Regions from separate parts of the Mus musculus genome. Here regions 2, 3, 4, 5, 6 and 7 are each linked to region 1. A link is a contact called in public Hi-C and promoter capture Hi-C data. All regions are on one chromosome and are shown on one strand. Each heading gives the region's core, a stretch centred on a gene start, on an enhancer-like site or on the middle of the called end of the contact. The rest is flanking DNA. Distances are from core to core; before and after follow the strand shown. Region 1 holds the start of Flcn (folliculin). Region 2 holds the start of Drg2 (developmentally regulated GTP binding protein 2). Region 3 holds the start of Gid4 (GID complex subunit 4, VID24 homolog). Region 4 holds the start of Mief2 (mitochondrial elongation factor 2). Region 5 holds the start of Btnl10 (butyrophilin-like 10). Region 6 holds the start of Smcr8 (Smith-Magenis syndrome chromosome region, candidate 8 homolog (human)). Region 7 holds the start of Alkbh5 (alkB homolog 5, RNA demethylase).

The links. Promoter capture Hi-C pulls out the DNA fragments that hold promoters and counts their contacts. Hi-C and Micro-C count contacts between places; a contact is called where the count stands out from the background. Capture Hi-C pulls out chosen DNA fragments and counts their contacts.
Region 2: a promoter capture Hi-C map of embryonic stem cells shows a contact between it and region 1, with 3 times the contacts expected there. The contact joins the promoter of Drg2 here to the promoter of Flcn in region 1. A contact is called at or near these places in 1 of 39 promoter capture datasets (embryonic stem cells), 1 of 484 Hi-C or Micro-C datasets (CD8 T cells) and 2 of 115 datasets of contacts at active chromatin or transcription factors (extraembryonic endoderm stem cells and memory CD8 T cells).
Region 3: a promoter capture Hi-C map of liver shows a contact between it and region 1, with 5 times the contacts expected there. The contact joins the promoter of Gid4 here to the promoter of Flcn in region 1. A contact is called at or near these places in 20 of 39 promoter capture datasets (the 3T3-L1 cell line, 3T3-L1-derived adipocytes, the C10 cell line and 13 more), 6 of 115 datasets of contacts at active chromatin or transcription factors (the SCID.adh cell line, double positive thymocytes, extraembryonic endoderm stem cells and 3 more) and 3 of 9 other capture datasets (adipose tissue, liver and pancreatic islet).
Region 4: a promoter capture Hi-C map of liver shows a contact between it and region 1, with 3 times the contacts expected there. The contact joins the promoter of Mief2 here to the promoter of Flcn in region 1. A contact is called at or near these places in 4 of 39 promoter capture datasets (the C10 cell line, liver and pre-B cells), 2 of 115 datasets of contacts at active chromatin or transcription factors (astrocytes and memory CD8 T cells) and 1 of 9 other capture datasets (embryonic stem cells).
Region 5: a contact with region 1 is called in a promoter capture Hi-C map of liver, with 2.6 times the contacts expected there. The contact joins the promoter of Btnl10 here to the promoter of Flcn in region 1. A contact is called at or near these places in 4 of 39 promoter capture datasets (the 3T3-L1 cell line, cranial neural crest, liver and 1 more), 2 of 115 datasets of contacts at active chromatin or transcription factors (memory CD8 T cells and pancreatic cancer cells) and 1 of 9 other capture datasets (liver).
Region 6: a contact with region 1 is called in a Hi-C map of B cells, with 12 read pairs. The contact joins the promoter of Smcr8 here to the promoter of Flcn in region 1. A contact is called at or near these places in 1 of 484 Hi-C or Micro-C datasets (B cells), 2 of 115 datasets of contacts at active chromatin or transcription factors (astrocytes and thymic regulatory T cells) and 1 of 9 other capture datasets (macrophages).
Region 7: a contact with region 1 is called in a promoter capture Hi-C map of pre-B cells, with 4 times the contacts expected there. The contact joins the promoter of Alkbh5 here to the promoter of Flcn in region 1. A contact is called at or near these places in 8 of 39 promoter capture datasets (the C10 cell line, HPC-7-derived erythroid cells, cranial neural crest and 3 more), 4 of 484 Hi-C or Micro-C datasets (CD4 T cells and embryonic stem cells), 9 of 115 datasets of contacts at active chromatin or transcription factors (bone marrow-derived macrophages, double positive thymocytes, embryonic stem cells and 5 more) and 2 of 9 other capture datasets (embryonic stem cells and liver).

Annotation. Positions count from the first base shown.
Region 1 is chr11:59,807,492-59,811,306 of GRCm38.p6, forward strand. It overlaps Flcn (folliculin), which reads right to left and starts at 2,548. Exons shown (of 13, transcript NM_146018.2): 1 at 2,169-2,548; 2 at 309-424. It overlaps Gm16062 (predicted gene 16062), which reads left to right and starts at 2,589. Exons shown (of 2, transcript NR_045686.1): 1 at 2,589-2,770.
Region 2 is chr11:60,452,179-60,456,183 of GRCm38.p6, forward strand. Drg2 (developmentally regulated GTP binding protein 2) reads left to right here and starts at 2,413. Exons shown (of 13, transcript NM_021354.2): 1 at 2,413-2,565. The coding sequence starts at 2,502.
Region 3 is chr11:60,415,641-60,419,288 of GRCm38.p6, forward strand. It overlaps Gid4 (GID complex subunit 4, VID24 homolog), which reads left to right and starts at 1,505. Exons shown (of 6, transcript NM_025757.4): 1 at 1,505-2,204. The coding sequence starts at 2,016. It overlaps Atpaf2 (ATP synthase mitochondrial F1 complex assembly factor 2), which reads right to left and starts at 1,394. Exons shown (of 8, transcript NM_145427.3): 1 at 1,111-1,394. The coding sequence starts at 1,270.
Region 4 is chr11:60,726,070-60,730,049 of GRCm38.p6, forward strand. It overlaps Mief2 (mitochondrial elongation factor 2), which reads left to right and starts at 2,329. Exons shown (of 4, transcript NM_001009927.2): 1 at 2,329-2,498. Flii (flightless I actin binding protein) reads right to left here and starts at 1,194. Exons shown (of 30, transcript NM_022009.2): 1 at 1,058-1,194. The coding sequence starts at 1,120. Mir5100 (microRNA 5100) reads left to right here and starts at 2,594; the gene lies at 2,594-2,657.
Region 5 is chr11:58,915,885-58,919,933 of GRCm38.p6, forward strand. Btnl10 (butyrophilin-like 10) reads left to right here and starts at 2,024. Exons shown (of 6, transcript NM_001363414.1): 1 at 2,024-2,308; 2 at 2,984-3,070; 3 at 3,236-3,589. The coding sequence starts at 2,986.
Region 6 is chr11:60,776,178-60,779,818 of GRCm38.p6, forward strand. It overlaps Smcr8 (Smith-Magenis syndrome chromosome region, candidate 8 homolog (human)), which reads left to right and starts at 1,348. Exons shown (of 2, transcript NM_001085440.1): 1 at 1,348-3,641. The coding sequence starts at 1,851. It overlaps Top3a (topoisomerase (DNA) III alpha), which reads right to left and starts at 1,188. Exons shown (of 19, transcript NM_009410.3): 1 at 745-1,188. The coding sequence starts at 924.
Region 7 is chr11:60,535,326-60,539,243 of GRCm38.p6, forward strand. It overlaps Alkbh5 (alkB homolog 5, RNA demethylase), which reads left to right and starts at 2,358. Exons shown (of 4, transcript NM_172943.4): 1 at 2,358-3,870. The coding sequence starts at 3,098.

The DNA of each region.
Region 1 (3,815 bases), core at 1,298-3,797:
GATGCACCAGATGCCAGCAGGAGAATCACTCAGCTGTAGCTACATGGAATGTCCCAGGCCAGCCTGGGCTACAAGAAACATGAGACACTGTCTCAAACAGAAAAAGAGCCCAGTGTGGAAGAGGATATGAAGCAACCAATAACAGAATAAAGACGCTGGGGAAATAAGAGAGTCAGGACCCAGGGCAGAAGCACGCATCCTGGAAACGGGGCCACGTCCTTCTTAGAGGGGCATGCAAGGAGGAGAAATAAGCACCCTTCAGCAAAGCATGCACGTGCACGGCCCAAGTACGGAGTGTCAGTACCAACCTTATGCTTAGCACATCACAACTGCACCATCCCGCCTAGAGCAGAACATGTACGAGGCCCGCCGGAAGAGTCAGGTAAGCAAGCTGCACTATTCGAATTCAAAGACTTGAGGTTGTCTAGAGAAAGAGAAAACAAGAAAACAAAAAATCAGACCAAATTCTGAGAGCTAAAGCTCTTGCAGCGTGAGTCGGAGCAGCTAACAGTCAAATCAGGGACTGTCAGGAGGAGCTGGAGATTTGTATTTGTTGTTGTGCTTTGGATCTTAAAAAACAAAAATCGTGCCGGGTGTGGTGGCGCACGCCTTTAATCCCAGCACTTGGGAGGCAGAAATAGGCAGATTTCTGAGTTCGAGGCCAGCCTCTTCAACAAAGTGAGTTCTAGGACAGCCAGAGCTACAGAGAAACCCTGTCTCAAAAAACCAAAAAAACAAACAAACAAACAAAAAACAAAAATTGTGGGCTTGAGAAATGGCTCAGTGGTTAGGAGCACTGACTGCTTTTCCAGAAGTCCTGAGTTCACCTCCCAGCAACCACATGGTGGCTCACAACCATCTGTAACGGGATCCGATGCCCTCTTCTGGTGCTGACTGAAGACAGCTACAGTGTATAAATAAATAAATAAATCTTTAAAAAAGAAAAAAAGGGGGTTTGTCCAACAAGAGTTTCGAATCTTCTGGTTACTCATTCCTCAGCCCAGGCAGCCCCTGGAAGACTGTAATGGAACCTACATGACACTCCATTCTGCAGCCACCGAGAAACCTACTACCTGAGTTTCTAATCCTTCCCAGCCCGTAACACCAACTGTCACTTATCCTCTGGAAATCCTCCTGGGCACTGGGCAACAGGCTTCTCTGACGGGATTGCATATGGCGTCTGAATTCCGGTGAGGAAGGAGCCTAGGTCTTCTGTTACTCTCCCAATCCCAATGTCTACCACATTCTTCTACCACAGGAGCCGGCTTCTGGGAGTGTGCCTAACCACCCTTTCCTAGTAACCTTTCGAGCTGAAGACAGTCTCCTCAGCGTCATACTTTGAGAGGCAGGCTGTGCATGTACGAGATTTGCTCCCGCTGTCTGAACCACAAGCCTGGCAAACGAGACCCACACCATCCTTCCCTGGTGTGCCCTAGTTTTTCCTCATCTCTATTTCTTGTCTTCTCACAGCACCAGGCCACTAAGAGTGCCTTGTAGGCAAACAAGGGGTTACAAGGATCTCCACGGAAGTCAGCAGGAGCTGTAACTGTCTCCCACAGGAAACTCACTGATCCCCCTACTACACTAGCTAGTATAGAGTGGGTAAGAAACTCAGCAGGGAACTTTATCTCCAACTTAGAACCACTCCCCTCTCTACTACTGCCAACTTCAGCAGGACTTCCTTTAAAGAGCACCCAGTCACTTGACACTAGCAGAGCAAACACTGTCACGTGCCATGTCCTCTCTACTGTTTAATGACAACTATGATAGCTCGGCACTGCCAGCAATACACTAGCTGTAGTCTTTCTCTCTGCCGGACACCATGGGTGGTACCAGGCTTCCCCACCCCCACCCCCGAGAAATGGAAATTCACCCTATACTTGCAGTAGGTCCTCCTGGCCCCCTACTGTTATGGGCCACTTGTGACCTCAACGGCGATCCACTGGCTAATCCCAGGGCTAACCATTTCTTCCAACGCATGAGGACGAGTTACCCTGTTAAGAGTGGAGAGAAATGAGGTGTCTTGCCTGCCCTGTCCTCAGACGGCCATCCTGCTAGAAAACGGAGGTTGACTGGCAGGGCGACGTCCCCAACAGTATTCAGTCAAACTAAAGCAATTACCCCAAACGGGGGGTGGAACCTGCCACCTCCCTCTCCCAGGTGTTTACCATCCGCGCTTTCCATTCAGCCCTATGGCCCAACACCAACCCAGCTGGGGCGCTTGCCGCCGTCTCCCGGATGCTGGGCCGGAACCCGCTCGCAACTGTCCTGGGGCTGTCGCCACTGTTCTGCCCCTCGGCAAGTGCTAGCCCGTTCCGCAGGCCCTTGCACTGAGCCTTAGCGCGTGACCCAGCCGGACCGAACCATCCGCAGGCCGGCAGAGGGCAGGCAACGCCAGTGACTAGCCGGAGCGAGCAGCGTTGCGTCCCCCGCAGGCGACTAGGATGTGCGGAGCCTTGCTGTGTCACGTAATGCTCCTCCAGGCAAGGAATCCAAGCCCCTCGGCCACGCGCGCCCCTCGGCGCGGCAAGTCGCCCCGCGGAAAAGCGTAGATGGTTCCGGCCGCCGAGAGAAGCCATTCTGCAGGGGTGACGTCAAAACTGACATTTCAAAAAAGTCAGAGAGAATTAGTCAGTCCATGCCCTGTCCCTACCGAAGAGGAAAGATTTGCGGAAAATTTCCTCTGGATTCTGGGAGTTCTTGGGACTCCACTCCCTGCCTGTAAAGTTGCAGATCAGAGAAACCGTCTCCCCTTCGAGAGAAGTGGAAGGTACGGACAGGTCCTGGGAGGGAGGAGGGTACAGAGCGAAGCAGGACCACGCATGTGCACGGCTCAGTCTTGCCCTGAGCCGGCCCTATCTTTGCAAACTAGCTTTCAAAACAGTTCGTGGATTGTGGGGTTGTTTTCTCTAAGCCCTGGGTTTGATTTCCCGTTTGGGGATGAGGGATGGAATATTATTTAGCTACTTAAAAATTAATTTTAAGCCGGTCAGTGGTGGCGCACGCCTTTAATCCCAGCACTTGGGAGGCAGAGGCAGGCGGATGGATTTCTGAATTCCAGGCCAGCCTGGTCTAAAGAATGAGTTCCAGGACAGCCAGGGCTACACAGAGAAACCCTGTAAAACCAAAAAGAAAGAAAGAAAAGAAAAAAAAAGGATTTTAAGGGCTGGAGAGATGGTTCAGCGGTTAAGAGCATTAACTGCTCTTCCAGAGGTCCTGAGTTCAATTCCAAACAACCACATGGTGGCTCACAACCATCTATAATGGGATCCAATGCTCTCTTCTGGTGTGCATGAAGAGAGTGACAGTGTACTCACATTTTAAAAATAATAAAAAAAAATACATCTTTTTTTAAATGAATTTTAAAGCTATTAGTGCATACCATGGGCCCTTGAAGACAGATGAGAACAGAGCTCTGGGCTTGAGCCTGTAACTAACGCTGCCAGCTGTACACAGCGGCCAGCGCTGCCAGCCTCCGCTGTGTACACGAGGACGCCCAGAATGTGGTTATCCGGAAGTGGGAAGCTTCAGATGAGTAGAAGTTGATGAGTTGGTATCTGTTTGTTTTTCAAATCACGGGGATCGGATTCCTTTCTCTCTATTTCAGCTTTCGTGTTTTGTTGGAAGAGGGAGCAGGAGGAAAAAAAATATGCAAACTTGTGTTCTATAACTTTGTTTACTGCCTGGTAAAGATTAAGGAGTGCAGGGTGGAGTTATGGTGTTAGGTATTGTCTTGTGTGTGTTTATTTTTACCAATCCGATTATTCCTGATACTGTGAGTCATCTCCTGTCCTCCACGAGGCTCTTCCCTACCC
Region 2 (4,005 bases), core at 1,163-3,662, 640 kb after region 1:
TCCCCAGTAATTGGCTATAGCCATTTTATTTAACAGATAGTTTTAAATTGGGGAGCAAGATTTGCACAACAAAGGCTGTTGAACATAGGAATTTGTCTTGGGACAACCATTTTCTTGGGATACAATTTTTAGTATTTGGATAAATAACAGATACTTGCCACCAAGTCTGACCATCCCAGTTGGAGCTCCAGAACCTACATGGTAGAAGGAGAAAGCAGACTCCCAAAAATTGGTCTTTAACCTCCACACAACCATACTTCACCACAAAATAAATAAAATGTAATCAAAAAAATCTTAAAGGCAAAGAGAGAGAAAGACATCAGATGTTAGCCTCTGGCCTACACACACACACACACACACACACACACACACACACACACACACACACACACACACACACACACACATATATTCATCCCTAGCATACAGAGAGTAGCACTGGGCATCACTAGTCTGTAGTCCTTGTCTTATGTGTGATTAGAATCCATCCCATCTAGAACTGGAAGCTCTGGGAGAAGGGATAGGGCTCTTTCTACACCACGTACTGTCCTAAGGCTCCTGATTTGGCAGGTTCTTCTAAGCACTAAACACACGTCAATCACTGTGTTATGTTTGGGTTACATCAGTAACTCAGCAGAATGGGGTTGTTGTGTTGTTGAGTCATGGGCCTTACTGTATTCTGAACATTAACTCTCTGTGTCCTCTGTGGTTTTCTCCAGTGTCTTTGACCTTGCTGAAGTATCTTTTGATGGACAAGTTAAATATGTACATAGAGCATAGTGACCTCTCCCTGTGCAAACCAGCCCCATCTCCACAGATCTGCATGGACAGTGGAGCTCACAGCTGGCTTCCAAGACTTAGGTTTGGAGGAGTCGGATCTTCCTTGAAGGAAAGGCTAGCTGCCTTTTCCTTGATCTTGAGGTAGGCCCAATTCTCGGGCAGGCAGCAAAAACAAAACAAAAAAATTAAGGACCATGGGATCATGAAGCAGACAGCAGAGAAGATGTTAGCATTCTTGGAAATTGAGCCATTTCCCCCAACTGTAAAGTCAAAGTGAGCTTACTTCTGGGGTTACAAGGTGGTGGTAAAAGATTCCAACAGCCATATTAGGAAGGAGTTGATGGAAGGGGTGGGGATAGGGAATAAAAGAAGTGCAAGATACAGGTATATGAATGGAAATGTTATGGGGCTAGAGATGGCCCAGTGCTTAAGAGCACTTGTACTTGCAGAGGGCACAGGTTTGACTCTGGACCCCTATGGTGGGACACAAGCATCCCTCCAGATCCAGGCAATCTGATGCCCTCTTCTGACCTCTGCAGGCAACAAGGAAGACATGCATGTGGTATACACATACATGTAGGCAAAACACTTATACATGGAAAATAAAACATCTTTTAAAATGTTATAACCCATTATTTTGAATGCTAATTGTTTTTTAAAAGGAAATTTGAGGCAGAAGGGACCTGAGGACTTGGGCCTGGGCTTCTCAGGCCTTCTCATCTGCATTGACCACCCCAGCTTCCAAAATGCTCCATCACCTTTTGATACCCACTCAAAACATCATATAAACCTACCACACTTAAATCGTACTACCTTGCAGAAACAGCATACACATCTACTGCATTACCATGAGGGTGTGTAGACTTGGAGTTCACAGCCAGAGCTTCATTCTATCTTGGCACTGTCATTTAACAGCTGTAATTTGCAATACCTATTCGGAAACTGCAATGCAAGCGAGACTGGTGACCCCATGCACTTTGTTCTTGAAACAGACATGTTCGATTCCCAGAACCCACGTGGTTGTTCACCACCGTCTGAAACTATACTTTTAGGAGATCTGGTGCCCTGTTCTGAGCTCCACTGGCACATGCACATGGTGTACATACATATATGCAAGCAAAACACACATAAAATGAATACATCTAATTTAAAAATTAAAAAAACAAAAAAACAATACCCCACATTAAAGCTGGCATTAAGTGCTCTTAACGGCTGAGCCCAGTTTTGAACTTTTCGTTTGCTTTCCTATCTGACACTGATACTAGCTGTGCAACCCAGCTGACTTCAAATTCGCAGCAATCCTCCTGCTCCTGCCTCCTGAGTACTGGGATTAAAGGTTACTCCAGCAGGCTAGACCCCAAGACTCTTTTACTGCCTTTACAAAATGGGAGCCTTAAGACTTTCTGCCCATCTCCTTTTCTGTCACTATCAAAGAGAAAAGAGATTCCCCCTCTGCTTTGCAAACTCAAAGCAGTTTGGGGTCTGGTCCTAACGAACCAAAGTCAAGACCCGGATGCTCATCGCAGCTGGACGAGGTAGGAACGGATGGTATCTGCTCTCCACGTGGTGTGCCCGGACTCCGAATCTCGTAGCACCGGGAGCTCGGGAGGACTCCATTCTTGGTGCGCTTCCTGGTTCTGACTGCTTTGCTTCCGGCATTAGACGTGAGCGCTCAGCGCTGTAAGCTATAGGCAGCGTGAATCTCCGCCGAAGCTGCAACTATGGGGATCTTGGAGAAAATCTCGGAGATCGAGAAGGAGATCGCTCGAACGCAGAAGAACAAGGGTAAGGGCGGGATCGGAGGGGTCTCCCTTTCTACCCTCCTTGTTTTTCTTGTCTGTAAAATGAGGGGACAACTGGAGCCACCACCGAGGCCGGAGAAACACCGGGGAAGTGCCGAGGCGTGCGTGAGGCGGGAGCGGGCACATTCAGCGACGTGATTTCAGGGTTCTTGAGAGATCTGATCTGTGCTGGACTCAGTGTTCAAGTAGAGAAACCTCAGCGCGCACAATAAGCCCGTGACCCAGAAAGGCAGTGTCGGAGATTTTCCCCTAGGGTCCTGGCAGCTGGGCCTTCATGCTGAGAAGGGCAAGAGAAGACATCTCACAAAACAGCTTGTCCCGGCAGACAGGCAGGCGCCAGCGAGCTAGTGTCAAGGAAGTAGGGACTGGAGAATTTGTCCACTACGTTCTTGCTATGTAACCTTGTAAAGTCATGTCAGTTTTTGGCGACCCAATGTCCTCATCTGTGGATAGGGATAACACCCGCTCTGTTGTGGTTCACATGTGCAAAGCCCTTGCCAGAGTGATCACCTAATATTTAAAGTAAACCACCCCAAATACACAACACCAAGGAAGCATCAAACTGTGAGGGTTGGGGATCAGTGGAGAGGTGGGACTGCCAAGCAGTGTCTAGCCTTGGTGCTTTCCCGAGTCTTGAAGAAATGTGGTGACAGAGTTAGTGCTGCTGCCCTTCCTGTTCGGATGCACAAGGCTAAGTGACCTTTCCAGGCAGTAATGGCAGGGTGGGATTGATCTGACTTAAATTCAGGCAACAGCAGGTTCATAGGTCCTGAGGCAAGGATAAAGTCAGAGAAGGGTGGAAGGAGTTGGGGCAGGACAGCTGAGGTCCTCAGTCTCAACCATGTCCCTGCTATCATGCGGATTCGGTAAGACCTGAAACAGAATTCCTTCTCAGTAACTTAACCCTGTTCCCCAGAATTTGGAAGCAGTATGGTAACCCTAACAATACTTTTTTTGGTTTGGTTTGGTTTTTGGTTTTTCGAGACAGGGTTTCTCGCTGTAGCCCTGGCCGTCCTTGAACTCACTCTGTAGACCAGGCTGGCCTTGAACTCAGAAATCCGCCTGCCTCTGCCTCCCAAGTGCTGGGATTAAAGGCGTTCGCCACCACGCCCGGCCTGACAATACTATAAAGGAGAAGGAAAAGGGACAGGTGTACAGTGAAACAGTCTGTTCTCCCTCCATGAGTGCTGGGTGATGTCAGGAGAACTAAGCACAAGGTACCCATCCTCTGCCTGGGGCCGCAGTGATGGGACGTGTGCAGGGAGGCTGTGTGGCCTCCTGGATTCCGTCAGGGGCTGATCACAGCATGGCAAATTTGTGTATGCCACAGTGTCCCCTTCTTCCATGAAGTGGTGCACCACATGGAATTCCAGCACTACAGAAAGTGCCCTGTGTCCATAGAGAAGCAGGGCAGACCTGAGGC
Region 3 (3,648 bases), core at 255-2,754, 610 kb after region 1:
ACACCCCCTTTCTCCCCCATCAAACTCTTACTCATCTCTCAAGCCCCAGTTTAAATGCCCTTTCAATCACCCTGTACACGCTCATCCTTGTGATTTCTTAAGTCCTTCATAGTTCCCATATCACAATATATTGCAAACTATTGTTTCGTAAGCATAATGAATCCTGCATCTGATGTTGAGAATCATTCAGGTGAGACCACATGCCCTCAACACAAAACAACTAACTGAATTTAGAGAGGTCATCACTACTTTTCATTCACTGAAGTGAACCTCACTTGTAGCAATCTCTCTTTCAGAAGCAATGAAATAACCTTCTTTCAGTCTTATTACAGTCCTTAGTAGGTCAAAGAAGCCTGGCATAAACTCCCACTTAGAGAAAGCTGCAGAGAATGCAGAGGCTGTGGCACTGCACTAGGACAGAGGGCCCGCAAACCCCTAAGGAAGTGTGCTGTGTGTGGTGGAAGACTTAAGGCCTGCCTCTGTGCCAAGTCTTCTGCTGGGTCCTGAGGACACAACACAGTCATGAGGACACAACACAGTCAGGTCAGTCTTTGCCTTCCATAGCCTCAACCAGTCTGCTCTGTGACCTTGGATGTCCTGATTGAAAGCCCAAATTTTCCTTTCTGAATCCAACTAAGACACCTGCTCCCCTTTAAAAGGAAAAACAAACAAACAAACAAACAAGCAAACAAAAAAACCCTGAAGCTGGGAGGTGGTGGTGGTGGTGGTAGTGGTGGTAGCACTCAGGAACTAGAGACAGGAGGATCTCTGAGTACGAGGCCAGCCTGGTCTATAGAGTGAGTTCCAGAGCAGCCAGGGTTACACAGAAAAATCCTATCCCCGAAAAAATAAAAAGAAAAGAAAAAATAAAGGAAATTGAGAAAAGCCTCAAGAGCCAAATATCTCGTGTCCTGGGCACGCTGTGTCCCCTAAAGTCACCCTCGCACTTGTTTGGATGTCATTTTTCAAATTGAAACAGAACTCTGTTGCTCTAAATATTCGCATAGGCCTGAACCCTGCCTGTCACCCCGCATTGCACGTCAGAAACCTTCCTCCAGGTGAGCCCGACTTGGCTCCTGACCAAAAAGTCACATTATGTCCGGGCCTCACCTGTTGGCGGGACATAGGCCCGGGCCGGAGGCTGCGGAGCTGGCCCCGGCCATACTGAGACGGTGGGGTCACTGAGACGCCGGTCCAAGAGACCGCGCCACCGGTCCCTCAGCCGGGGGTAGATTCGCCACATCCTGCCCAAGGACCTGGGTGGACACATGCGTGGAAACAGAGTACAGGAAAAGAGCGAAGAGAACCCCACACCCCTCGCTGGTTCTGTACGGAAACCTCTCACCAAGGGTTCATAGCCCTCAGCCTCCTCAGCACGCCGCCATCTTCCTCATGACACCTACGGCGCGCCGTCGCAGCCGTGCGCCCCGCTGCGCGCCACTCCCGCCCCCGTCAATCAGCATCATAAACGTGCTCGCCACGCCCCCTCCATGCCGCGCCACGGGAAGAAAACTACAAGTCCCAGAGGGCCGTTCGCGCTCTGCGCCACGTGCTTTCTCTGTCCGCCAATGGGCGGAAGCGCCGCGTGAGCTTGCTCCCGCCTCTCCAGCGCGCCCGCGCCAATTGGAAGCTGCAGAGTGTGTGTGTGTTTGTGTGTGTGTGAGCGCGCGCGTGTGTGTGTGAGCGCGTGTGTATGAGTGAGTGAGTGTGTATGCGCGTGTGTGTGTGTGTGCGTGCGTGCGTGTGTGTGTGTGTGTGTGTGTGTGTGTGTGTGTGTGTGTACCCGCGAGGGCAAGTGGGAAGGGAGACCCAGCTCAGGTCTGGGAGGCCCTGCTTGCAGGTCTCCGGGTCCAGGTGGCAACACGAGCGCTTGGTCTGGCCTCAGCGGGCGGGTGGTTCCCCGGCCCCTCCCCCGCGCGTGCGCGCCCGGGTCCGCCCTCCCCGCAGCTTCGGCTCCCGCGCGGCGGCGGCGGTTCCTTCCCCCTCCCCCAGCCCTGGCTCCGGGGGACCCCGCGATGCCGGTCCGCACCGAGTGTCCCCCGCCGGCGGGTGCCTCAACCACATCCGCGGCCTCACTCATCCCGCCGCCGCCCATCAACACCCAGCAGCCCGGCGTGGCCACCAGCTTGCTCTACAGCGGCTCCAAGTTCCGTGGCCACCAGAAGAGCAAGGGGAACTCGTACGACGTAGAGGTGGTGCTGCAGGTGAGCGCCAGGCGGCAAGGCCGGGCCCGAGGGCCTCCTCGCGGCGCTCACGGGCCGGGCCTGCCCTGGGCTCCTCGAGCCCTCAGCCGCGGACCAGGCCCTCTCACTGCCGGGGCCTCCTGCACCCGGCGCCTCCCACCGGGACCTGCCCAGCTGATGTCACACTCTCGAACCCTACCCCTAGCCCACCCCTAGACTCAGAGCCTGTAGTGGCCAGTCTCCGACAGACCCCGAAGACTGTCCCACACTTAGAGCCTTTGACTCGCCGGCTTGGGCATCCGGAAGCTCCCCCATGACTAGCCGTCCTTTAGCCTGAGTCGGTTCTTCCCAAGTCCTGTCCTCCCTACACCAGCCAGCCCTCCCACCAGTCCCTGTCGGATCCTGAAAAACTCTCCATTGGCTGCCCCAAACTCAGTACCTCTCGATAGCGGCCAGTGTCACATTCTCCCGGAATGAAGCTTTTCCTCTGACCCCAACTCCATCCTGAGTGCCAGGGACATTGCTCCTTAGGAGAACTCAGTCAGCCCACTGCTGACGGGGGAGAGGTGGCCAACCTCCCTCCATTGGCTGAGACAACCCACAGAGGTTGAGGCTCCCCAAAGACCAGGGAGCCTCACACCCAAATATCTCCAGTTGCACCACTTAGTGTTAAGACCTTGTCTCGTGGGGCCTTCCAGTACCAAAACCCGGCGTCAGTCAGTTCATAGGCATCCGCTGCTACACTTTGCTTCCTGTCCCAGGCTTCTTACCCTACCCTGCTGTGGCTCCTTCCCATCCCTGGCAGTCCCCCTGGCCTCTCCCCAGACCTCGCACCTTGATCTAGCTGGTTGCTATTGCTGGCTGTAGTGTTGCTGATTGTTATCTGCATAGCTCCAGAGTTTCCTCCGAGCCTCAGATGCCTAAGTACTGGGAAATCTAACACAGTTTTGTTTTGTGTCCACTTACCTCCCCCTATTTGACCTGGATATCTGAGTACTGGCTGGTGGCTGCCAGTCCCTGAACAACTTTGAAACTTCAGCTTCATCTTCTCTGGGCCTTTCTTTTCCAGAACTCCACCTCTTTCTCTCCCCCTTGAAGCTTTTCCCAACTGAAGGAGATTGGTGGGAGTAGATATTTCTCTTTTATCTATCTCCCCTCTCCACAATACTCTTCTTTCTAGGTATTAAACTGTCTGCCAGAAGACCAATTCCCTGTCCCACCTTGTGTGCTTTCTCCTAATGCCACCTCCTAGGTAGTTCCCCAAGTCTTGTTCCTTGAAAGCCAGAGGTTTAGAGGTGCATACTGCCCCAGGGCCCGGGGAGATGTATATTGAACATGTACAGCATCCACCACCCTTGGTTCTAATTTCCCATCTCAGATTCTTTTGAGCAAATAGATCTCCCACTCCAAAGACTCGAGAGTGTCTCTGCTTTCTAACTGCAGCACACTCATCAGCTCTTTTCTT
Region 4 (3,980 bases), core at 1,079-3,578, 920 kb after region 1:
TTTTGTGTCCAGGCTGGCCTCTAACTCAGAGATCTGCCTGCCTCTGCCTCCCCAGTGTTGGAATTAAAGGCATTTGCCACTCCCTCCAGGCTACTCCTGGCAGTTTTGACATCTGAGCAGCATGAAGCTCAATTGCCTTTTGCTACTGTAACACCTCTTCTTCCAGTCACGTTCCCTAAGGTAACTCAGACGTTCCCAGTGGAGAGAGAATAGAGACCACAAGTGAGGATGGTGGGTATGTAGACAGGATGAAGTGATGCCCACAGTGTACGGGATCCAACATGTGTCCGTGTGCAGGTGAACACGGGAGGAGCCCACCTCCTCCTGCATCCCCCAATCTGATATCTAAAGGACTCGACCAGGCGGTGGAGAAGGTCCAGGCTTCTGAGCTGTCCTTCGGGGCCAGCTTTTCTCTCTTTGGGCCTGGGTCTAGCCGGCACATTTTTTTTTTCTTCAAGTCAAGACAGGGTTTCTCGATATAGCTATGGCTGTCCGGGAACTTGCTTTTAAGAGCAGGCTGACCACGAAGTCAAAGATCCACCTGCCTCCGCCTCCCAAGAGCTGGAATTAGAGGCGTGCACCACCACGCCCATAGCCTGGCTCTTTATAGTCAAGAACCAGGGCTGCTGGCTGCTTGTCCCCCTAGTCTAGCAGTTGAACAGACTTGCCGCCTAGGACCTGGCGCACCTGTCACACTCCTTACTAACAGATCTCTTTCCATTACACGCCACCAAACGGGCTGTTCCTGAGCCCCTAGGACTGGAGAGAACCCCGAGTTCGCGGAGGGAGAAGTGACGTCCCGAGACCACAGTGTGGGGCGGTGGCTGGCTAGGGCGTATTCCCTCGGTGGCATGGGGTCCGGTTCGCGGCCTGAGGGCTCAAATCCCGCGCGGCCCCAGACCCCCGGAGCCCCCGCCCAGGTCTTCCGCCCCGGGCGGGGCAGGCCCGGGAAGACTCGCGGAGGCCCGCCCGCCCCGCCCGCCGGTCCCGGAAGCGCAGAGGAAGCGGCCCGGGGAGACGGCCTAGGGGTCGCCTTTCCCCTTCTCCCCCAGCTAACCTTGAAGTCGTTGCCGCTGAGGTCCACGCCGCGCACGAACGGCAGCACCCCGGTGGCCTCCATGGTGGCGCAGCTCTCTTACGGGCAGGGAGGACGCGGGGCGGCCGAGAGCCGCGGGCTGGGTCAGCGCCGGCCCCGCCCCTTTAACCCGCGCGCGCCGCCTCCCGGCCGCGGCCTCTGCGGGAAGTGCTGCTAGGCGACTCCCAGAGCTGCGAGGCCTCCCTGGGACCAGAGTTCTGGGGAGGCCTGTAGGGGTCCCGCTGGAGATGATCAACACTTCCAGTCTCCTGTCGGAACGTGGAGGGTGGGGTCCAGGCACTGTCGCTTGGGCTGCTGTAGCCTCTGGGGCTGGCCGTGACCCAGGAGTGATGGTGGTAACAACGTCAGGGACACAGGCAGTTTGTGTGTGAGGGATCAGTGGTGGTGGTGGTGGTGGTAGTGGTGAGACTTCCGGGGCTTTGGGACCTAATCCTTCAGCTTCAGGACTCAACTTTGATCATGTGTAACACGGTCCCCAAAGTTGCCAGAGTACTCACATGTGGCAGCTTAGAGAGCAGGCTGCACAAACACTCACAATTCTCCCTTGGCATCAGGACTCCAGTCACCATTCTTTATTGATTTGTTTTGTGCTCTAGATCAGTGTATATCTCCTGGGCCAAGCTCTTAGTGGCCATCTTGCCCTGGCCAGCATACAGTAGGTTTCCCATAAACAGACACAGCTGTTCTATGGAAGTCCAGGGTCTGGCATCCCGGGTTTCAGGAGGGAAGAGACTGATAGAGTTCCCACGACAGATGGCAGAGCTCTTTTCCCATTATGTGTCAGGCAGGCCAAACGGAAATGGAACCACCAGGCACTCTAACAGGGGCGAACTTGAGAGGCAGAATGTGGGCCTTTGGGCTAACTGCAGTTTTGTCTGCCTGGCCCACCAAGGGACCATGAGCTCAGACTCCACACTGAGGCTCTCATTACAAGTACACACAAGGTCAGATGTGAGACTAAGTACGACTGCTGAGAATTCGATGTCAGTTGTGGCTTTAGTGTGAGGCCCTTTCTCAAGAAACAAAACACCCGAAAGTAAGTAAACTAGACAAGCCCCTGAATGATTGTCACACTCACCACCTCCCCCGCCCCCCTTGCGCTATCAATATAACCTTGCGCCTTTAAATCCGGAGTATGCTTGTGGTTTCCGCCCCAGACGGTCCCGGGGCGTGCCTGGCGATCATTGGCTGAGCTGCTCCGTTTTGAGCACGTGTGCGCAGGAGTTGTGCGCTCGGATTGGAGCGAAGGCCTGCTTATCCAGCGTGCCTTTCGGGTCACTTGCCGCCTCGGGCCTCGGCGTTCGGTTCCCGGGGTTTGAACGTTCCATTCCTAGGCGAGTCCTGGGCCTCCAGGGTCCTACTCGCCCTGTCCTTGGGTCCATGCGCTGACGCTCGGACGCAGGTACGGCTACAGCGCACCGGGTGGCCCGGTGTCTCCCAGCACTGGGCGTGGCGCGCATCCCGGGGCAGGTGGGGGCGTGGCCTGCGGTCACTGCGGTGGGAGGGAGGACTTGGGAACTGAAGAGCAGAGTTCGAATCCCAGCGGTGCCTCTTCCCGACTTGGGTATTGCACACGATTTCCAGGGCCACAGTGACTTCGCTCTTGAATAGAGTCTAAGAGCCTATTTGGTTACACGTTTCTGCTCAGTCATGATCAGAAGCAATCAGCTTTGGCCAGAATGTAAGAACAGGTGAAGTTCAGGCTGTCAAGAGTCGGGTTATTTTGTTATTTTTGTTTTGTTTTGAATAGAGGCTCTATTATGTAACTCTGGCTATCCTCCAACTCAGTGTGTAGACCAGGCTTGCCTTGACTGCCTCTGCCTCTTCAGTGCTGAAATTAAAGGCCTGCACCACCACATAGGGCCTAAGTGGGTTATATTTAGTCACCTATTTTATTCCTTTCTTACTGGAGTTTGAATACAAGACCCCTCTAGGTGTAGGGCTGAGTCCCACTTTAGACAGGTGATGGAATGCAAGCCCCTTCCATTTGCAGAGTGGCTTACTGCTCTGAGGGCAGTGGTGGGCAGTAACAGAGCAGAGCTGTTTCTGAGCTTGGAGTAGGCTCCCTGGCTGCCCTTTGACCTTACCAGGCTCGAGGACAGGGTCTTATTTTTAGTCTGGGGAGCATGGACAGGTGTCTCAGCTGAGTCACACAGTGCCTAAGGCTTCAGCTACTCTAGGCATCTTGTCACTTGGCAACTGAGTCCCAAGGCAACCATGGCCCTGAAAGAAGGGCTGAAGTCCTTGGTGCCCCGGCAGGCAATGACCTTTCTGGCTTAGTGGCCTGGGCCTGTGGATTTCTGTGACTTTTTCCCAAGTTCCTGACTGGGCCAGTCACACACTTCCCAGTCCTTACTGGTGCGGTCGTACAAATAAACAGAAGCCCTTGGCTCCGGGCCTTTCTCTCACCTTCTTACCCTCTCCAACTTTGTTCCGAGTCCATGGGCCCTGGCCAGCTTGTCCTGATTCAGTGTTTATTTAAGCCTACTTCACTCACCACTGCACCCTGGGGCCTTCAGCCTGGCTCTGATGGGGTTGCCCTAGCCCAGGTAGTTTTCTTGTCAAGGTCTGGGGGGGCCACTATCTAGATTCCTGAATTTGCTAAGGGTCTATCAAAGGTCTGACAGGCCCCACCCAGGCAAACTTTCTGGAAACCCATATTACAAGTATTTCTGGGCCTTTGGGTTCCTCCTGACTGGTTTTCACACAGTATGGCTGTTCTGGGTAGGTTCTGATTAGGAGTGAGGGAACTCGACCAGGAGGCATGGGGAAAATACTCAGGCTTTGGGAGTGGAAGAGTCTGGGGGCTGTGCTGTGAATCCCAGACCTTAGCACTCAGTTTGTGGCTTGGCAACTTTTGTCTTTGTAGACTCAGGGTGGTGAT
Region 5 (4,049 bases), core at 774-3,273, 890 kb before region 1:
ATCCTCTGTATCAGTACAGATCTCCTGTGATCAGTACAGATGCTCTGTGATCAATACAGATGCTCTGTAGTCAGTACAGATCCTCTGTGTTAGCAGATCACCACTTCTTGCTATTTAACACTTACCTCAGCATCCATCGATCAACCCCTTTGGTCCCAAACTCTGTTCCACAGCATTCTACTTTCACCTTCTCTGAGATCAACATCTCAGCTGCCATGTATGAGTTGGCTAGTGCTGTGCTCATTTCTCTGTGCCTGGCTCATCTTACTTAACATAAAAAATCTCCAGTTCTGTGCATCTTGTTACTAATGATAGGTTTCGCTCTGTTCTGGTTGCAGAGTCCTGCTGCCTAGCTTTTCACCCTCCAGTGCTGTGGGTTTATTTAATTTCTCTTAGCTATCAAGAATAGGGCTGGCCAGGTAGTGGTGGCATATACCTTTAATCCCAGCGCTCGGGAGGCAGAGGCAGGAGGATCTCTGTGAGTTCGAGACCAGCCTGATCTGCAGAGTGAGTTCCAGGACAGGTAGGACTATTGCACAGAGAGACCCTGTCTCAAAAAGAAAAACAAAACAAACAAACAAACAAAAAAATGAAAACCCTAGGGTGGCAGTGCATTCGGAGTGCATCCATCATTTTTACATACTGGTATAATTTCCTTTGAGTGCATTCCCTGTGGTGGGACGCTTCATGGGGTAGTGTTTTTTCTAATTTTTTGAGGAATCTCAGTGATAAGTTATTTCTCTGCCACTGAAATGAGCCAATTTAAACCAGATTAGATTCTATTAAAGGCAGGTTTATTGGGAAGCTGCTCTCAGGTGGGCAAGTTCACTGGCCCCAAGGATTGAGGCTAGGGAAGTCGCCATGGAAAAGGGATGGAGGGGAGAGAGAGAGAAGAGGAGAAGAAGAGACCAAAATGTCTGGATTATATAGGGAGGAGCCTCTGGGGCAAGGACAGCCCAGCCTCTGGGCAGGAAAGTTTAAGGTGGGGGCAGGGTATGCCAGGTAGGGACTAAGGGATGCAGGGAGAACCTGGAGGGCAGGGCTGCTTTGATGTGTAAAGTATGCACCTCAGTCCCTTGTCCCCGTCTGAAACCAAACACTCAGGCTGCTGAGGGCTTTCTCTAGATAGTGTAAGTCCTCCGTTCTGACTCACAGGATCGGGGAGATGAGTTGCAGGGGGCACTGCTGCCTAGCTAACATAACTCATGGTTTCATGTGGCGCCCCCTGGTGTTTGTTTACCAGAAGGTGCACCCCAAGGAGACAAGCAGAAAAGACCTTGGGCCTGGACTTTCTTATTACTGCCTGGCCTAGAGCACCTAAGAGTCCTACACCACCGGGTGTGATGGCTCACACCTTTAATCCCAGTACTCCGGAGGCAGAGGCAGGTGGATCTCTGAGGTCGAGGCCAGCCTGGTCTACAAAGTGAGCTCCAGGACAGCCAGGGCTATACAGAGAAACCCTGTCTCAAAAAAAAAAAAAGAGTCCTACACCATCTGCTGAGTTAAAGTGAGCACTCCGCCCTGCACAGAGCCGAGTGGCCCTCCCTTACCCAAAGTCTCTAGAGACACCAACCCTTTTAAGTCAATAAGAAGGACAACCAGGTCAAATAGAGCCTGGCCCAGTGCCTCACTCAACTGACAGGTGTAAGACTGGCTCCGGTGAAGCTTCCAGGACCTTACGGTGATGGGGCAGAGGGAAGAGATGAGGAAGGGTTTGCCCTGGATTTCTGGACAGGAGTCTCCACAGCCAAAGCCAAAATCCTGTCACTTTCGATACCATGTCACAATGTTCCCAAAGGCAGCGGCACCAACGTGGCTGCTCTCAAAGGTCTCAATAACCAGAGTTTATCTGAACTCCCCAACTCCTACGGCTGGCTAGGATCCCAGCACGAATAATAGATGTCCTCTTCTTTGGGCTCCTGATGTCCCCAAGTTGGCCCAGCTGCCACCCTCCTACAGGCCACCTCCCCTCATCTCCGTGCCTTCCCTTATCCCTCATCCCAGCGTCTTTATCTTATATGCTCAGTACAGCTGGCCATATGCCCCTTAGGGAGGGTTTTTTTTTTTCCTGTCGAAACTGCCCTTACCGAAGGTAAGAGTTAATTATTTTCTGATGGCAGTAACCAGACTCAACAGAAGCTGGTGAGCTTGTCTGTTCTTCAGTTTCTAGGTTCCCCTCTCATATCGCTGGGAGGCGAGGCTTGATCACTTGGCTTGTGCCCTGCCAATCTGAAATTCTCAGGGAACCCAACCAACTCTGACGCTCTCAAAGTCAGCAGAACCTGGAAAGCAGGCAGCCGGCTCAGAGGTAAGTGAGTGTTTTCCTCTTTAATGGCGCGCCTCCATATTTTGGGTTGGATGTCTCCACATGCTCAATGGGCAGGGAGAACCTGTGGCTGCCCTAGTAAGCCAAGATGGAGCCACACAAGAGCCCTTGCCTACAGGACACACTAGATATGAAGGGCAGCCTAAGGCTGTTCCAGGACGGGCTTCTTGGGACTGGCCCCCCAGTTACCAAAACACACTCTCCAAACAGATTGTGCTAACTACCCTAAATTCCTGAGTTTGGGGGGGGGAGGGGTCCTCATCCTGCTGAGGAGAGAGCTGTGTCCTCTAACCCTAGCTGGAGGGTTCTGCTAACTGTCTCAGGGCAGTTAGACAGTGGAGGGTGTCACAGGGTTCTGATGACCCGAGAGTTGCCTACTGGAGCTAGTTTTTCTCCATGTGCCTGCAAAGGGCAGGAGCTTGTGTATAAAGTCACACAGGAGTGGGTGGTGGAGGGAGCCTCACTCACACAGAGGGGCAGCCGCGGGATTCTGCAGGTGGGGTCTGTGCGGAACGACCCTGTTTCTAGGACTAAGAACTCATGTGGTAGGTGAACAAGCAGCTACCTCTCTTAAGCTGTTTCTCCATTCTCCTACTAGATCCCTAGCTTCTCTCTCACCATAACTAATGTGTATCTAATTCTATGTGTCCCCAATAGATATGGCAAGGGCACACCCTGGAGATGCTACTCTGCCAAGCATCTTGGTCAGCTTCATCTTCCTGCAACTCCTGACTTCTGGGAACGGTAGGACGCCCCTCCCTTTCTGACCCTAGGAGCGCCCAGCGTCAGGTTGGGGCTTCCAACAAAGCTGGGGTTTAAGGGAACTCTCAAAGAGGAAAATGGGGGCACAAGGGGAGCCCCTGCCTCCTGCCTGTGACCTAACCTAGTCCTTTCCTTTGCATCTCTAAGGAAAATCAGATTTCCTCGTCCTTGGACCTCCCCACCCACTTCTGGCCATAGTTGGTCAAGACAAAGAGTTGCCCTGCAAACTGTCACTCAACATCAGCGCTGAGGGCATGGAGCTGAGGTGGTACAGGGACAAGCCCTCGTCAGTCGTGCATGTGTACAAGAATGGGGAGGATGTGTATGACGAGCAGATGGTGGAATATAAGGGAAGGACCTCATTCAACGGCAGCCATGTAGCCAGGGGAGAAGCTGCTGTGAAGATCCACAACGTCACCGTGTTTGACAACGGGACTTATCACTGTGTGTTTAAGGAGTACACATCCCACAGCCAGGCCACCCTGTGGCTGAAGGTGGCAGGTGAGGTTTCGTGTGTGTGTGTGTGTGTGTGTGTGTGTGTGTGTGTGTGTGTGTGTGTGTTGGGGGGAGTGTCTTCTACTCCTCAGCTTCTCTCAGTGTCAGCCAGGATTCCAGACCTCGGTCCCCAGAGCCCTGAGTCCTAAGGCTGCAGAGGCTTTGGTGACACCTGCTTCTAGGCAAAGCTGTTTTCCCTGCAAGCTCTGTGTATGGTGTAGTTCCGTCTGCCTTTATGTCACACCCTTGTACCAGAAAGAGAGCACAGATGTGGGGGAGGGGGTCAAGGCATGGGAACAGCTGGGGGAAGTGGAAGGAGAGAGGGAGAAACAGGAAGACAGTGAACAGGAGACAGAAATAAAGTGAAGAAGAGAACAGAGGGAAGTCAGGAGCCCAGAGAGATAACAAAGAGAAATGGGGAGAATGACAAAGAGGCTGAAACTGCTGAGGTTTGGGAAAGTGAGAG
Region 6 (3,641 bases), core at 98-2,597, 970 kb after region 1:
CAAAACAGAAAAGAAAAAATTATTACTCAAAGACATTTTTAAGAGGTGAAGTAGTTAGGGGCCAGCGCCCACCTAACCTTGGCTCCCCCTTCCGGGTATTTTAAAACTGGAGGCAGAGGTCTGGAGATCCAACTGTTTGCAAAGAAAAGGGAACAGCTCCTAGGAAGGGCCTCCAGCTGAATGATAACGCAACAGTCCTTGGGGTTTTACCCTTCTCACCTCCGTTTTGTCAGGAGACAATCCTATCTTTCGTGTATCTTAGAATCAGTCTATAGGAGTAGTAATTGACTTCTCTAGTTCCTAAACCTAAGTGTTACCCCTAGGGTGCCACCACCCTAGTCACAGGGTCTGCAGAAGGCAGGGACAGGATTCCATAAGTAAGGCTTGAACGCCAAGATAAAGGAGTTGGTTACCGCTTTCCAATACTACTGAACTTGTGATTGACCAAGGAAGAGTTTTAAAATACACGTGTTCTCACACTCCAGACCCAAAGAAGGGAGAGCAATGCTCCACTGGTATGTGAGCCGAGCAGACAGATCCGGCGAGCAAAGGTCTATCAAAAGCGTGAAAAGGTTTTACATTTACAAAAAGCCTGAAGGCTAGGGAGAAACCGAGAAGTGAGGGCGGCCGGGAGGGGCCTCTCGCAAAATAGGCGGAGTCGCTTTCGCCCGGGCTCCCGGTACCCAACGCGCTGTCGGACTTTGTGGGCGTTCCTCAGGGAAGCAGAACCCAAGTGCTTCTTACCCGCCTCATACGCCCGTTGGACAGCAAGTCGGCGATCCCCTTGGCAGCGTCGTTTTTCTCCGCCACGCAGAGAACTTTTCGCACTCCTCGGAAGGCCACTTCCATGGCAGCGCGGGACAGGGCACGGCCTCCAGGCCGTCGGTGCCACTGAAACGCTAAGAGGGTGACCGGGAAGATCATTCCCTAGGTCCTGCTCCAGCAGCAACTCCACGGGTGCCCGTGCATGCTGGAGAACCCAGAGGAAAAGCCACGAGGAACTGTGAGAGCCACCTTAATAAATGCAGTTTTTCCAGGCAACTGCCGCCTCGATCAGAAACCCACACGTCCGAGTCTCGCTTAAACTCGCGCTCACAGACAACTTCCGCCCACTGCGCCACTAAGCAGCCTTGAACTACAACTCCCAGAATGCCTCATGCCCTGTGCACGTTCCTCCAACACCGTTTCTCCTCCTCCCTTCCACCCCACTGTATTCTACTTTCCTTTTCTTTATGACAATGGGTAGTTAACGGGACTTGTCCTCTGGAAGATCTGATTGGCAGGGCCTCTTAAAAGGCGCCACTAACTTGGAAGTCTGTGTGGGCGTTTCCGGGTCACGCGACGCTGATGCTGGGGAGTCATGTGATACCAAGATGGCGGTGCCGCGGTAGCTTCCCTGGGACAGTACGGTCCTAGGAGCGGCGACAGTTTCTGCCCTTAGGTCGTGGGGAGACTCATTTGACTGATTCTGCGGTAGCCCGTGGCGAGGATTAATGACACGATCAGAGCTGGGACTGTTGATGTCGCCGGTAGGTTCCGGGGAGTGCTGGTGACCTAGCTTCAGGAACCTTGCGCCGGCCCGGGCAAACGCTGGAGAATGGCCAGCCTCCGTCATCTGGACCTGCAGCTTTGGAGTTCATGAGGCTTGCCCAGGGCATCACAGGTCCCAAACCTTGAGAGTCTGCGGCAATTCGAGTTCTTCGTTGTGTGACAGGGCAGTTTAGGATCCCCGGAAGTGCAAAGAAGGCCGCAAGAACTTCGTTTTCGCATCCAGAGGCCTGACTCTCCCTCCGACCAACCCTACATTATTTTCCATTTCCTCTCAATGTGCTTGCCATATTTCAGGAAATATGATCAGCGCCCCTGATGTGGTGGCCTTCACCAAGGAAGATGAATACGAGGAAGAACCTTACAATGAGCCCGCTTTGCCTGAGGAGTACTCAGTCCCTCTCTTTCCTTATGCCAGCCAGGGGGCAAACCCCTGGTCTAAACTGTCTGGGGCCAAGTTCTCCAGGGACTTCATCCTCATTTCCGAGTTCTCTGAGCAGGTGGGACCCCAGCCCTTGCTTACCATCCCCAATGACACCAAAGTTTTTGGCACTTTTGATCTTAATTACTTCTCTTTGCGGATTATGTCGGTGGATTACCAGGCTTCATTCGTAGGCCATCCTCCCGGTTCTGCCTACCCCAAGTTGAACTTTGTGGAAGACTCTAAAGTGGTACTGGGAGACTCTAAGGAAGGGGCCTTTGCATATGTGCACCACCTCACCTTGTACGACCTGGAGGCCAGGGGCTTTGTGAGGCCCTTTTGTATGGCTTATATCTCCGCAGACCAGCATAAAATCATGCAGCAGTTCCAAGAGCTCTCGGCCGAATTTTCCAAAGCATCTGAGTGCTTGAAGATGGGCAACAGGAAGGCATTCGCTGGGGAACTTGAAAAAAAGCTGAAAGACTTGGATTACACAAGGACAGTGCTACACACAGAAACCGAGATCCAGAAGAAAGCCAACGACAAGGGTTTTTATTCTTCTCAGGCGATTGAGAAAGCCAATGAACTGGCCAATGTGGAGAAGTCCATCATCGAACATCAAGATTTGCTGAGGCAGATCCGCTCATACCCTCGTCAGAAGACGAAGATCCCTGACTTGCAGCCTGGTGATACAGAGCATACCCAGGATCAGGCTGACCAGGTATCCACTACCTCTAATCCTGAGGAGTCCGCTAATGCAGACCTTTATACCTGCAGACCGGCTTACACCCCCAAACTCATCAAAGCAAAGTCCACCAAGTGTTTTGACAAGAAGTTGAAGACCTTGGAGGAACTCTGTGACACTGAGTATTTCACTCAGACCCTGGCCCAGCTTAGCCACATTGAACACATGTTCAGAGGAGACCTGTGCTACCTCCTGACCAGTCAGATTGACAGAGTGCTTCGAAAACAACAGCCCATAACGAATTTCCTCTTTGAAGATTTTGTAGAGGTGGATGACAGGATGGAAAAGCAAGAGAATGTACCCTCTCAGCCCAGTCAGGACAGGCTGCCTCCCAAGCCTGTAGAAGAATGCCCCATTCCTAAAGTGTTAATTAGCGTTGGCTCTTACAAGTCCAGTGTGGAGTCTGTATTGATCAAGATGGAGCAGGAACTTGGCGATGAAGAGTACACGGGGGTGGAGGCAACAGAGGCACGCAGTTTTGACCCCCAAGAGAACCTGGACTACCTGGATATGGATATGAAAGGGAGCATCAGTAGTGGGGAAAGCATTGAGGTGCTGGGCACCGAGAAGTCAGCCTCTGTGTTGTCGAAATCTGACAGCCAGGCCAGCCTCACCGTGCCATTGAGCCCCCATGTAGTCCGTAGCAAAGCGGTCAGCCACAGGACAATCAGCGAGGACAGCATTGAAGTCTTAAGTACCTGCCCTTCTGAGGCCCTCATTCCTGATGACTTTAAGGCCAGTTACCCAAGTGCCATTAATGAAGAAGAAGCCTATGCGGATAATGAGGGGGCCATCCATTTCCAGGCAAGTGCCGGCTCACCAGAACCGGATGAGACTCAGGAGGGCAACTTGGAAAATATCCCATCCCAAATAGACTCCAGCTGCTGTATTGGAAAGGAGAGTGAAGGTCACTTGGTGCCTCTCCCA
Region 7 (3,918 bases), core at 1,108-3,607, 730 kb after region 1:
GGACTGCCTGGTTAGGCCTCAGTGGGAGAGGATGTGCCTAGTTCTCCTGGGACTACATGTCCCAGGGTGGGGTGCTACCCAAGGCGGGGGCTACCCTTTCTCTGAAAAGAAGGGAAGTAGGCAGTGGAGGGAGGGATTTGTAAGGTTGGGACTTGGATGACAGAGGGGAGCTGTGTAGGGATGTAAAGGGGGGAAAAAGACAAATAAGTAAAATGTAAAAAACAAAAAAACAAAAACAAAAACCAGGGTCTTTAATCCCAACACTCGGGAGATAAAGGCAGTCGGATCTCTGTGAGCTCAAGGCCAGCCTGGTCTATAGATCAAGCTCCAGACAGCCAAGACTACACAGAGAACCTCTATCTTGAAAGAAACAAAACAAAACCAACACAAACCAACCAACCAACCAAACAAACAAATTTTACTATGTGCCATGCCCTGGATAAATGCTAACTCATTTAATCCCTAAAATATCCCAGTGAGGCTGGTATAATTATGAAATTGCTGCTGGAGTGCGGACAGTATTGGACTTGTGCAAGTGGCCTTGTGAAGTTCAACCCAGGCAGCCTGGCTTTTTCCCCACAGGATCTGGGCTTGACTAAAAAGCACAGTCAAGGAGAAAACACCCTGGGATTGGAGAGTTCAACCTATGGGATAGTCGCTTAAAAAAAAAAAAATCTTTTTCTGAGGCAGTCTATGTAGCCCTGGCTGGCCCTGAACTCCTGAGGTACATACACACACACACACAAAACTTAGTGCTGGGTTTAAAGGTGTGCACCGTACCCAAAGAGGGTCATTTTTGCCTGGGTGAGCAGAGCTGGGGACCTTAGCTATTAGGTGCATCTGGGTGCAGTGGTAAAGAGCTCCCGCCATGAAAGGCAGATCAGAGGCTTAGAGAGCTGGGCTCCTGAAAAGCTTCAATCTGCCCAGGCAAACTGCTCAGGTAAGAGACCCACCAGGTGTTCACACAGTACAGACCGGGCTCAAGTCCAGTTCAGCTGGCTTTGCCCTTCAGTCCATCTTCTACCTGCAGCTGCCCTTCCACCCTCTCTCTGTCACCTGGGCCCAAGGGGCTGCCCCGGGAATCCCCAGACCCATTTCCCTTTTGTCTGCCTGCTGTTTGGGAGAGAGGGTGGCCTGGATTCCCTAATTTCTTGGCTTTCCACTCCACAAACTTTTCCAAGTTACCACACAGTCCCCACTTTCCAACAGAGACTGCTGCCACCCTCAGTTTTCAGATTAGAAGACTGAGGTCTGGATGCTGTATCAGCAATCCTTCTGCTGCGTCATTCCATCCTCACAACCACCGTTCGAGGTAAGTACTGGTTCCTGGTTTTACACACCAGACTCTGGGATGCCTGGAAGACAAGGGGTGAGCTGTGTGACAGACACTGTAGATGGACAGGCATTACAGATGACAGACAGCATGGACAGCCAGGAGGGGCGGCGATATATGAAAATCTGACGGAGTATCAAAGACTGGAAAAGGGACTGGGAACCAGAAAAGGAAGCTGGAATTCATCTTGGGGAGGTTCAGAGCAGAACCTCTTTGCTATTCCTATTTGCTGGAGTGCCCAGGGACCTCCAGCACGGCTAAACCTTTGTTCAGGCTTTCTCCTCCGCTTCAGGATTTTTTATTGTTTGGGTTTGTTGTAGTTGTTTTGAGACAGAGGCTCGCTGTGTAGCCTAGGTTGGCATCCAATTTGTGAGCTATCCTCCAACCAGTCTCCAGAGTGCTGAGACGCATTTACCATCCCACTGTGCAATTTATTTATTTTCTGTCTGAAGAATATTTCCAATTTGGACCGATCCGTGGTAAATCTGCGCCCTTCAGACAGGAAAGCCTTTTTGTCGCCCCCTATAACAACGCCCAACCCCAGTAGGAACGTGACGTGCCCGTGCGCGTGCCCGCGGCTGCGCGACCCGTGGGCAGTCCCGGGACGTGACTTGTGGAACGTCCGCTTCGGGAAGCGATGGCGGCGGGAATGGGGTGTGGGTGCCCGGACCGCGCGCCTCCAGCTTTTGTTGTCCTGGCTTGCTCCACAGTTTGGGCCTGATGCTCTCCTGCCCGTAATTTTAACTTTCCACTGTTTCCGAAGCTTCACCGGAGTCCTGAGGGCTTTTCGTCGCCGAGAACTCCATTCAGGCACTTACTTAGCCACCCATTCACTCTTCAGGGGTCCTCGAGCTTCTGCCCGAAGCTAATTAAGTGATGGACGCAGTAGCCAAGGAGACTAGTTGATTGACAAGCATGATTTACCAACCGACTCTGGAAACTCCAGTCCGTGTTTGCCCAACGCGTGGCCGGCAGTCCAATTAAGAAAGTGGAAGCTCCAAAGGGGGCGGTCACGGGGCGGACTGGGTTGTGGCGATTCCCGAGGATTTGTGCGCTGGAAGCTGAGGCGTCTGCGGGCATCCGCACGATGCCGTGACGCGGCAGCGCTGTCCAGTGGACACCGCGAGCACACTCCGGCGGGTGGAGTCCCTCGGCCCCGGAGGCGGCTTGGCGTGCAGGCAAATTGTTGTTTTCGGGAGCTGTTCTCGAAGCTTTCCGCGGGTGGGGGGAGGGGCGGCGGCCGACGAGCGGGCCTCGTCTGCGCATGCGCCGGCCTCTCCGCCGACTGGGCGGCACGCACGCGCATGCTCAAAGTACGTGGAGTCTCGTGGCCGCCGGCAGTGCGCACGCGCGTCGAGAAGCCCGCTAAGGAGCGGCGCTGTCGGAGGTCGGGCGGGCTGGCGGTGACGTCGTGAGGAGAGCTTTAAAGTGCGGGCCGGGCCGGGCGTCTGAGGGTCCGACCGGGAGTCTGGCGGAGTCTTGGCCGAAGCCCTCCGCGGCATGAGGCGCTGCCGGCGCCTTTTTCCCTCAGGACGCGGAGAAGGTGGAGGAGGAGGAAGCCCCGCTGTAGCTGGTGCTGCATGACCGACCGCGGCTGAGGTTCGACCCCTTCCCGGCCCCTCTACGCCTACCCCTTTGGTCCCTTGAGCCACGCATGGGGGCCTGGCACTGAGGACCCTCGCTTCCCTTTCGGGTCCCTTTCGGGTCCCCTGAGAGCCATGCCGGACCGCCGCGGAGGACCCTAGAGTTGAGTTGGCGGGGGCCATGGCGGCCGCCAGCGGCTACACCGACCTGCGGGAGAAGCTCAAGTCCATGACGTCCCGGGACAACTACAAGGCGGGCAGTCGGGAGGCCGCCGCCGCTGCGGCCGCCGCCGTGGCTGCCGCTGCCGCTGCCGCGGCCGCCGCTGAGCCTTACCCGGCGTCCGGGACCACCAAGCGGAAATACCAGGAGGACTCGGACCCCGAGCGCAGCGACTACGAGGAGCATCAGTTGCAGAAGGAGGAAGAGGCGCGCAAGGTGAAGAGCGGCATCCGGCAGATCCGGCTCTTCAGTCAGGATGAGTGCTCCAAGATCGAGGCCCGCATCGATGAGGTGGTGTCCCGCGCCGAGAAGGGCCTGTACAACGAGCACACGGTGGACCGGGCCCCCCTGCGCAACAAGTACTTCTTCGGCGAGGGCTACACGTACGGGGCCCAGCTGCAGAAGCGCGGGCCGGGCCAGGAGCGCCTCTACCCGCCGGGCGACGTCGACGAGATCCCGGACTGGGTGCATCAGCTGGTGATCCAGAAGCTGGTGGAGCACCGCGTCATCCCCGAGGGCTTCGTCAACAGCGCGGTCATCAACGACTACCAGCCCGGCGGCTGCATCGTGTCCCACGTTGACCCCATCCACATCTTCGAGCGCCCCATCGTGTCCGTGTCTTTCTTCAGCGACTCGGCACTTTGCTTCGGCTGCAAGTTCCAGTTCAAGCCCATCCGGGTGTCGGAACCTGTGCTTTCTCTGCCGGTGCGCAGGGGGAGCGTGACTGTGCTCAGGTAACACACCTGGGAGGAGGGGCTGGCCCTGCACCCTGCCGCCTAAAA